Regions from separate parts of the Oryctolagus cuniculus genome. Here region 1 is linked to region 2. A link is a contact called in public Hi-C data. All regions are on one chromosome and are shown on one strand. Each heading gives the region's core, a stretch centred on a gene start, on an enhancer-like site or on the middle of the called end of the contact. The rest is flanking DNA. Distances are from core to core; before and after follow the strand shown. Region 1 holds the start of NR2F2 (nuclear receptor subfamily 2 group F member 2). Region 2 has its middle 470 kb from the start of MCTP2.

What was found. A called contact is a pair of places that touch in the nucleus more often than the background predicts.
Region 1: a Hi-C map of an unstated tissue shows a contact between it and region 2, with 6 times the contacts expected there. The contact joins the promoter of NR2F2 here to the enhancer-like site in region 2. A contact is called at or near these places in 2 of 6 Hi-C or Micro-C datasets (skin fibroblasts and an unstated tissue).

The regions. Positions count from the first base shown.
Region 1 is chr12:6,349,910-6,354,748 of mOryCun1.1, reverse strand. It overlaps NR2F2 (nuclear receptor subfamily 2 group F member 2), which reads right to left and starts at 3,189. Exons shown (of 3, transcript XM_070053313.1): 1 at 2,435-3,189. The coding sequence starts at 2,477. It overlaps LOC103352191 (a long non-coding RNA gene), which reads left to right and starts at 1,313. Exons shown (of 12, transcript XR_011380426.1): 1 at 1,313-1,579.
Region 2 is chr12:4,705,477-4,710,327 of mOryCun1.1, reverse strand. No RefSeq gene overlaps it. Among named protein-coding and RNA genes, the nearest start is that of MCTP2, 470 kb to the right of the region's middle. Within about 2 kb of position 3,442, at least 1 of the 8 cell types and tissues checked has an H3K27ac peak or open chromatin away from gene starts, as enhancers often do.

The sequences.
Region 1 (4,839 bases), core at 1,940-4,439, 1.6 Mb before region 2:
AAAACACCCTAGAGTGGACCCTCAACTAAGATAAACCTGGTGTTTAATAAGATTACCACAGAGTGAAGCCAGACTGAGAACTTCAGGTTGATGAGAGACACAATATAGCTTTCTCCTGAAGAGGACCAGAAGGATGGAAAAGAAATCATTTCAAAGGAGACGGTTTTGGGTTTTTTCCTCTTCCTTTCCAACCTCTATGATTCGAGCAGTTGCCCAATGCCACAAATGTCAGTTAATTAGGGGCAAACTCAGCCTAGATGTAGTGGGACTGGAATCGAGACGGGAAATCTAATGGGTATACTCATCTCAATTTAATAGATGAGAATAATTGATTATAGGGAAATTTTAATCTTGACTCTTGAGTGCGGAGCGGTCCACGGCAACATCATCTTTTATTAAAAAAAAAAAAGAAAGAAAAAAGAAAGAGAAAAGGGAGATCAGCTTCCATGGGTCATGTAGAGATTTTTGGAATCTGAAGTACGCTCTGATGGCCTTAGATTGAAAATAAAGAATTTCCCAAGCCATCTCTCCTGTGAAATTGGAGCCTGCCAGGCACACGACCACAGGGCTGCCATAAAGTCAGAGGTGTTTCTGTATTTTTGAGACTCATTCAGTCATGGAAGTGCTGTCAAAAAGGTTTTAAAAATCACCATATGAATTGTAGTTAATTTTACTGCATAGAAGACATAGGTATGGCAGACTGCAAAGGAAAAAGAAACACAAATATTTTAAATGTCTTCTTCAGAGATGCTGGCTTGCCTTGATGCCAAGATTAAAAACCTCAAAGACTAACCAATAAATATCAATATATTGTTCTTTTTAAAGGAAACCCAGGCCAGTCTCTTATTGCAGATGTAAATTTATTTTAATGAGAGGAATGACAAGCTTTAATTTGGCTGGAGAAAGCTGGAATAGCATTTCTTTTAATCTGGGGAGACAAACAAACACACACCCAGGAATATGATTTTTTTTTGCGGAAAGTGGCTGGATGGGCTGTAATTCTTTACAGATTAAATCACACTATGAATACAGGCCCCAGCAAATGCCGAGTTTAACTCTGAACTCAGTGGAAACCAGTTCTGTCCACCAGGATTCATTGAATTCCTCCTTTCCCCCAATCTCGTCCGTGTGTGTTTTTCTCTTCCACCACACTGGAGCTCCATGAATAGGGAAAGGGGCTTCCATTGTGTCCCTCTGAACTTCCAAGTCAATGCAATTTTTAACCACTGGCTTGTGGTACTTTGAAAATCACCAGGGGCTGTCAGAGTTGGGTCCTCTGAAAAATTTACAGTGCTAAATCAGAGCATATGCTGGGAGGGAAAGAATTGCTGAAGATTGGAGCAAGTACAGTATCTGTCTGCCCCCTAGTGTAAGAGCCCTCGCTGCCTAAAATTCAACTTTAAAAGAAAAGGAGCTCTTAAAGGGAAACGACTTTGGGCTCACGTAGGCATAGCAGAATGAAACTTCTGTACATTTTAATCTGAATAATTCTTCAGGATTTAAAATTAATTGGCTCTGGCGTGGTTGGACTGCACCGGGATCTCGCCACCTCTGCGTTCCCCGAGTCACTGGTGAAGAGGTGATTTTTTTTTTTTTGAACTGGGTTTATGTGAGTCCCCCTCACCCCCTCCTCTCTTTTTCTTTCTCTCTGTCTCTGTCGTCTCTCTCCCTGGCTTTTTAAAAATGAGGAACCGTTCCCCGAACGTTCTGGACAGAGCACAGAATTACTGCTTAAGTCAGCCCGGCGCGGTTGCAAATAGACAGCCAAAAGGTAAACGTTTGCCAGAAACCCGCACGCCAGCTCCGCCACCCCGCCGATGGTGAGTACCCCGTCTCGTCGCGGTTCTCCCGGCTTAGCCGGGCGCTCGCCTCCCCGACCGGCGGCCGAGGGCGCCGGCCGCCGCTTTTCTCGAGCCCTGCCTGCCTGCCTGCCTGTCAGTTGCACAAGGTTGCAAAACGAAGCGCAGAGACAAATCCAACAGTAAATTCGTATACTTAGCGCGAGCCTGGCAGCTCCTTTGCTAGAAAACCCAGTCGCCTGCTCCTTGGAAAGCCACGCTTATCCGACTGGTTTTCGGCTTTCTCTATGGAAGGAAATGAGTTTCAGGAGACAGGACGAGGAGATGGGAGGCACCGCAGTCTTTATGCTTCGGCTTAATCATATTTTGGCAGCTTTGCAATTGTATTTTCCCCCCTCTTCCCCCTGCACCACCTCTCCTACCACACACATGTAATAAAACATGGCAATGCATTGAATTGACTCTGTCCCCCCTTCCCCAAAACCCCTTAAACCACAGTCCTAGGCATTCCATACACGTTAGCAAACCGAATTTCTGAAAAGCCCCCAAGTCATCCCCAACCCCACACAGCACAAGGAGGAAAGTGAGAAAGGAGAGAGAGAGAGAGGAGAGAAAAATACTGTAAGTAAACATACCAAAACCATATTTGCCTTGCTCAAGGTCCCAAACCGCTTGCATCTTCCTTCTAAACTGGAATAACTCTCCTTTAGTTTGGCGAGGGAAATAAACGCTTTGTTGGCCCCCTGAAAAGATGTGTCTTGGATAATTAAAGAGAATCGCCTCCTCGGTGTTTATCTAAGCGATTGTGCAAACTGATAAAAAGTAGGCACTAGCCTGCAGGGAAAACGAGGAAAGGTGACGGGAGAGATCTTCCACCTCAAGGAAGTGCTTCCCCATGTATTAGGCGCTAGCTCTCAGCCCTGGAAAACCCTGCACACTAACTTTAGAGAGACAAGGTTTCAAGGAGTCTGTACATAGCTGCTGAGGAATGCAAGCCTCGCCTTTAAGAAAAAAAACCCCAAACCGTAGGTAGGAGATGTCTGGAGTGATCCTTGTCTCTCATCTCATTCCTTAGAAGGAAGAGTGCGTTGTTACACCTTGTTTGGGGCTGGAAAGACGAGACTTTAAAAACACCCGTCCAATTGAAAAAAATCTCCCAACTTAATGAGTTTAGTCGGAGGCTGGAGCAAACGGCTCAGCCTCAGCAGAAAACCGCCAACAACTATGGGCGATACTGCAAAGCAAGACGACCGAGGTGCAGCCAGATCCCACTGTTTGGGGTCCAGAGGGATGGAGGCTAATCCTAAAGCAAGTTGGAAAAAAAACAGAGGTGGGAGAAGAGAGGAAAAAGCAGCAGCCTTGCAGGCTGGCACGCAGGCTTCCCTTGTCCTGGATCAAAGATAGAACTTGAAATAGGAGGGCAACGTTTTTTCCCTAAGAATCCCTTGGATTCCTCATTTCCTACTTTTAACTCAAATTCCCCCCAGTGAGTCCCCCCTCCCCCCTGGATTTGTGTCTCTCCCCCTTTCCAGTCCCCATTCTAGAACTTTCCTGAAGAGGAACTCTATGTTTTTTTGGGGGGAGGGGTTCCCCATTTCATGCCTCCATAGAATCAATGCCCAGTTCACCCCCTCTTTTAATCTTCTCCCCGAAATGAATAAAGGGAACAGGAATACTGTTAACCAGCAAAAACTGAGGATAAACTAAGACTGCCTCCTCACACTTTTAAAACGGTTTTAAGTAATGGATTTTTTGGGGGGGTTGTTTTAAGAGGAGAATAATGGGGAAACACAGATCTTTTATTTTGGGAGACTGTTATAGTAAGATGTATGTCAGACTTGACAAATGGAACTAACGCTCTTGGGCTGCTTCTTGTCCTTGTCTTAAACAGGAATTAAGTTAAACACAGTGCTGAATGTTAATTACATGTTTACTGGCTAATGAAAATTACAAATGGTTTTGCCACCTCAAACAATGATGAAAACTCTGAAGACACTGTAATTATATACTTTGAGGGAAATAACTCAGAATATTGATCATAAGAAGTGTAAATCTTTTTTTAACTATTCATTAATACCATAAATACGGGCTGCAGAAGTTCTTCCTTGCGGTTTGTCTCATCAGTTGCAGGAGCGGGTGGAAGGTGAGGCTCCTGAGGGGTGAACTCATTCTCTGAGTAGAAGGAGGCCACTTGTGTAACTGGGGGGTGCCCCTCCCTTGCGCCCCGCCCCTTCAACCCCAGCTGAAGGTCGAGCGCTGGTTGAACCAGGAGGCCAGCTCAGGGCAGGTGAAGGTGATCGCAGCGGGCCTGCCCCTCCTCCCCCCTCCCCAGCTCTCCTCTCCTCTCCTCTCCCTCCTCCCTTTCTCGGCAGGGCTGATGGAGGACTGCCTTCCTCACCTGGCCTCCTTCCCCCTAACCTGGCACTCTGGGTTCCTGGTAGGGACCATCCAGACCGGGCAGCTGACCTCAGTACAGCCGTGCCACCCTGACAACTTGAGTTCCCTCCTGCTGTCAGAGGTGGCTAGAGCAGGTCATTGGTGGGGTGGGAGTTAGGGATGGAGGTGGCTCTTGGGTACGGTGGCTCTGGTCCATGAACCAGAACTGGATTCCCTGGCCTGAGGAGCAGAGAAATTTTTTGTTTTTGTTGTTGTTGCCATTTTCTTTTAACTTTGGCCAGGGTTGGCAGCCGCTTAGATCTGGAGGGGTCAAAGGTGAGGGCTGCACTAACCCTAAAAGACTGACCTGCCCTGGCCAGAAAGCCAAGTGGCCAGTGGAGCTGGGAGTTTGTCAGCCACTGCCTGCCTTTTTTGAGGGGGCGCTGGTGAAACCCACACATGCCTAGGAGCCGTGGGGGCACAGCACCGAGTGTGGGGTTTAAGTGGAATATTGCCGGTTTTTAAAAAAGTGCCCTGGGCTTGTGGGACTGGAGTCCTCTTTCCCCCTGAGAATTCCCAAGGCGCTGGGCTTTGTCTTAGAAGGAGTGGAGTTTCTGAATGGTGTGAAAGGGACAGAGAGGGTCGCTTCAAATCGATTTTACTT
Region 2 (4,851 bases), core at 2,193-4,692:
CACAGAGCCCCGATTCTTCGAGACCAGCATCAGGGTCTGCCTGGAACGGCACCGAAAGCGGTGTAGGCCCCGGATCCTTCCTCAGCCACTACATGACTGGCCAATGAGCAAAGAAACAAACTCCTGGCTTCATCCCGACGTTCTCAGTCGTGGGTCTGGGTGAGGTCGACAGCATTTCCAGTGTGTGGAGGGCAGGGACAGAGTCTGCCTCTAAATCTGTAGCCCTGGACTTGAGGTCTACCCTCCCTAAGCTTTCTTGTCCTGATCCATGAAACAAAGATGAGCTGCCCCAACCCCCATGAAGTTACTGGGAGGTTCACAGGCAGCAGGATGCTTCGAGCTCCAGCACAGGGCCCGGCACCCACAGGTGCTCAGACATGTGTGTTGTCTCTCTGTTTACCAGGGCCTGCATTGGGCTGAATGTACTGGATTTTGTGCCCATGAGCTCTGAGATCATGGAAATGCCTTCCTATGTTGGCTGGGGGCTCCTGCAGGGTAGAATCTGGCCTTCCTAGGAAATTGGTTGTTTTGATTTCTCTTCTCCGCTTGGCTGTGTGAGATCCCTGTGCTGGGATGGCACCCAGCCCTTCTCCCCAGATAATCTCCACAGGGTGTCTTGTGCCGAGGCTGGGGCTGTCTACATCGGCTTTTCAAGAGCCACTTATCTTTTCATTGAGACTTCATTCTTTAAGAACACTGGTGGGTTACCCATGGTCCTCCTGGTGTGAGTCAAGGCTCGGCGGAAGTCGGTGAGGGTTAGGATGTCTGAAACACACACAAAACCTCACACAGGACTGCACAAGGGCAGAACACCGGCCCAAGCAATTTGGCAGCCATATTTTAAAACTCCTATTTCTAAAAAAAAGATGTGATTGTTTTCATCCATCCAGGCACATCCCTGAACAGGAGAGAAACAGCCGAGGAAGGGGGAGAAACTTCCCTTCCACTATCACCTCCTTTCATCGCCCCCGCCGGAGCCGCCTGGGTTGCCATGGTGACGCAGGGCTGACCTCTCACTTTCTGCTCTTCCAGGAGCTGAAAAGGTAAAAATGAGCCATTTGGTCTCAAATGAAAATCAACCTCCCTCAGTTAAAAGATGTTAAATCGCTTTCCCTTCGTCAAACCTAATGTTCCGTAGCCAAGTTTAAAAAAATAGGAGAGGGGGGTTGGGGGGTGGAGGGGGAGACGGAGGCACACAGAGACTTCAGAAGCCAGCGGGGAGACGGGCTGGAGGCAGTGGCAGCCACAGCCACTGGAACCCAGAAAGAGCAGCGACTGCCCAGGCCACGCAGCCCTGGGTGCTGACCCCACTCTACCCCACTGCCTGCCTCTTGCGCATACTTGGTGGTGGTGCCTGGTGCATCTGGATTTGTGGCTCCTGTTCTCCACGTGCAGGGAAGTTGGGGCAGGAAGTAAAAATATTGATTGAACCCCAGAGCAGTGGTGCAGGCCCACTGTGGGCAATGGGATCCACCCTGGAACCAGCTGGGCACACTCAGGGGCCGAGATGAATACGGCAAAGCCCACTGGCTCAGAGGCCCCAGGGACTCCCAGGTTCGCGGTGCCTCCTGTCTGATGAAAAGTGTTGGGTGGGCAGGTGGCAGAGGTGTGCAGAGTGAGCTGCTCCGGGAGGCAGGGCTGGTCCAGCTTGGGAACTGGAAGCCTCATACGCCCCATTTCTGGTTTGCTGACCCGTGGCAAGGCAGCCGGAGATGTGGATGCCCTTTCTCCTTTCCTCTTCTCCCTCTTGGCTGGTGGAGGAGCCGTCTGGTCTTCCGTCCACCTGCACGTCGTGTGCAAGGATGGCTGGGCTGTGCTCTGGCTCTGGTGATTTATTTTGATGCAAGTTTCTAAGGACGTGGGCTCGAGCTGTCAAGCCTTCTTCTACATGAGAATTACCCTTAATTATAAGCTAGGCTAGAGCTACCGATTTATCACTACCAGACTTGTTATTAATCCTTTAACTTCTTGGAGAGTAGAAATTTTACAAAAACTGAAAGAAAAAAAAAACATAAAGAGTAAGAGTCGGAACAGGGAATGCCACTAATTCTCACCAGAAACAGGTCCTCGTGCTAAACCTACACAGTAAACCTGTTTTTGTTTGGTTGGGTTTTTTTTGTTTGTTTGTTTGTTTTTTGTTTTTAAGAATTGCTTTGGTAATCTTACGGGCAAATTAGTGGTCAAAAATACAGAAAAACTCCATTAGTGATCACCTTCAGTAAGTCTAAATCAGGGAAAACAAGAACAAGTTATAGAAAGATAAACTGGAGGGCAATAAAAGGGTGCCCAGATCATTCATTTATTCACAGATCTACCTTTCAGTCATCTTGCTTCAAACACACAGCATCTGCTGGTTTAATAGTACTGAGCTTTCGTTGCTCCGGCAGCTTCAGGTGGCAGCAAAGCTGAGAGAAAGATCCTCTCTCTGCCGGATTCATGGCGTCCCTTGACGCCTGAAATTCCCACCTGAAATCTGCTGGCCCTGAAATGTGGGAAGAAAGTCTCTCTCATGTCCCCTCCTGCCGCCACACACGTGCATGGCCCGTGGTCCACATTTCTCTACAAGGGCTCGGCTGCCACCTTACTCCCAGGGCCCATGGCTAAGCACAGGCTAAGCACAGTAGGGGTGCCTCAAACTCAGTGGGCTGGCCTTGGCACGTTTCAAGGGTTAACGCTATGAAGGGAAGCAGAAAATACTCTGCCGCGCCTGTATTTTGATCTGAGGTTCAAAACCTACATGCAGATGAAAATGGCCAGCCTCATCACTACACACAATCCCTTTCTCTGCTTCCCAGTCCCTCTCCTTCTTCCCTCTCCACAATCTCACAGATCTCGGCGTGATTAGAGGGCCTCGGATAAGAGAATGGCCAATGGTATTCTATGGTTTCAGTGTAGTCTGAAGATTAGATCCCTATGAAAATAACATCTCTCTCCTCCACTCCCTGCCCCCTCCCCACTGGAAGCAGCTGCTTTCACATTTAAATGTAGCGAGGGTAACAAGAGCCTCTTTTATCAGCTACTGCTATTCATAAGGCATTGAAATACATGCGGTTTCTTAATCCCTAGTGCGGCTCCAAGGGGCTTCAGCTTTGTGCTGAAATAGCACGTATCTTTTTAAAGTAGCTGATGGAAATCGTCTTCCAACCAAATCAGCCTCTTAAAAGCAGCTCTCCCCCAAGGTTTCCACCGAACGTAAATGGAGTCCAGGACACAGTGTGTGTCCAGCCGCCTCCGCCGCCACAAAGGGCTTCAGAAACAATGCTCAAGTTTGTTTATAAGTCGTCGCAGCGCCGTGGCGGGCCGCGCGCCTCTTCCCTGCACGCCCTCCCAGCCCCACCGCGATTCCCTGCCCATCTTCGCGGTGCCGCAACTTGGCTCGGGGTCTCTTCTGGGAGAGGCACTGCCGCTGCTGCCCGGCCAGGTCACGTCCAGAGGCAGGAGTGGGGGGCACCAGGGCGGGATGGAGGGAAGACCCCCGGAGCAGGCGGGAAATCACCGGGACCCCCGATAGCCCAAGAGGAGCCTGAGGAGGACCCGTGAATTCCACAGCCACGGAGTGAGCCATTTTGTAGGCAGAGAGAGCCGGGAGGAACTTGTAGTCCTGGGATACATATTTTTACACACGTACACACATACATACCCAGGTTAGCCTGTCAGACAGCACCGGTTCTCTGCACCATCGTCTAAAAATAGCACTAGACACAGTGCTAACACAAAGGGAGCACTTGCAGCACGAACGGAAATAAATAGCCTAAATTACAGTTAACTCTTGTGACTGCATATTTTGTTTGAAACTAGGTCCCTAAAATTAACTCTTCCACACATGTTTAAGTTAAGCCTGATCCTTTAAAAATAATATCCCCTCAAAATCCATATGTAGCGCAAATGCACACACATATTAACATATAATACATATGGGTGTGTTTCAAAAGTTCGTGGAAAATGTGTATCATCAAAAAAAAGTATGCACGGATTTCCAAAACGGTTTTGTGCCAAATTAAACATCATTTAATTCCATTTTCCCATGAGATTTTATTCATAGGTAGATACTCAAGCGTCCGTGCAAATACATCTGATTTTCTATCTTCAGTAAAACGAGGACATTTCTTGTCTCTGGATCCATTGCTAACGAAGTGGAGAAAAAGCGGGGAGAAATATGTTCTGTGTTTTGTGTTGATCTCGGTGCTTATTTTCACTTAGAAGCTCACAGAATAGATCTCAAGGAAAAAACCACATTCTGCTAGGACTGTCCTACTCGCTGTTCCAGTTTCAAAGTATGAGTATTTCTTCCTAGCAAGCAGGAGCTGCAAAAGGCTTTGGCTACTGAGTTCCTCGGGCATGCATCTGCGTTTCAATTGTCTTTTTTTTTTCCCCAAATTCTCTCTGTCTTGGGGGCTGAAGCGCTGATGAGCGTCCTTTGCCTCGTCCCGTCTATCTCTTCCTACTTATAAAAGGTCACAACGTGGCCAGGTAGGAGGGCTGTGCAGTGAGGAGCCCTGTCCTCCGCCACGGGCCGGGCCGGCGCGGGAGGCGGCGACGCGGCGGGAACGGGCGCGCGGGCGCGCGGGCGCCCCGCGAACACTCGGGTCACTTCGTCCCGCGCGCGTGGGGGCGGGCGGCCGTCTCGCCGCGGCTGCAGGTTTTCCATCACAGAAGCAGCATCTCGAGGTGATTCCACATGGCCTTTAATACCGTTACAGGAAAACTTAATTCCAATCACTGGGATTGAGCGAAAAACCGTCCTTTCGTCTGAATCGTGGAACTCGACTGCCCTCTTTCGGTGCCGAGGGGCCACAGGACGCGGGGCCTGCGGGAGCCGCGCGGAGGGCGCTCGGCTGGAAATCGGGGGGC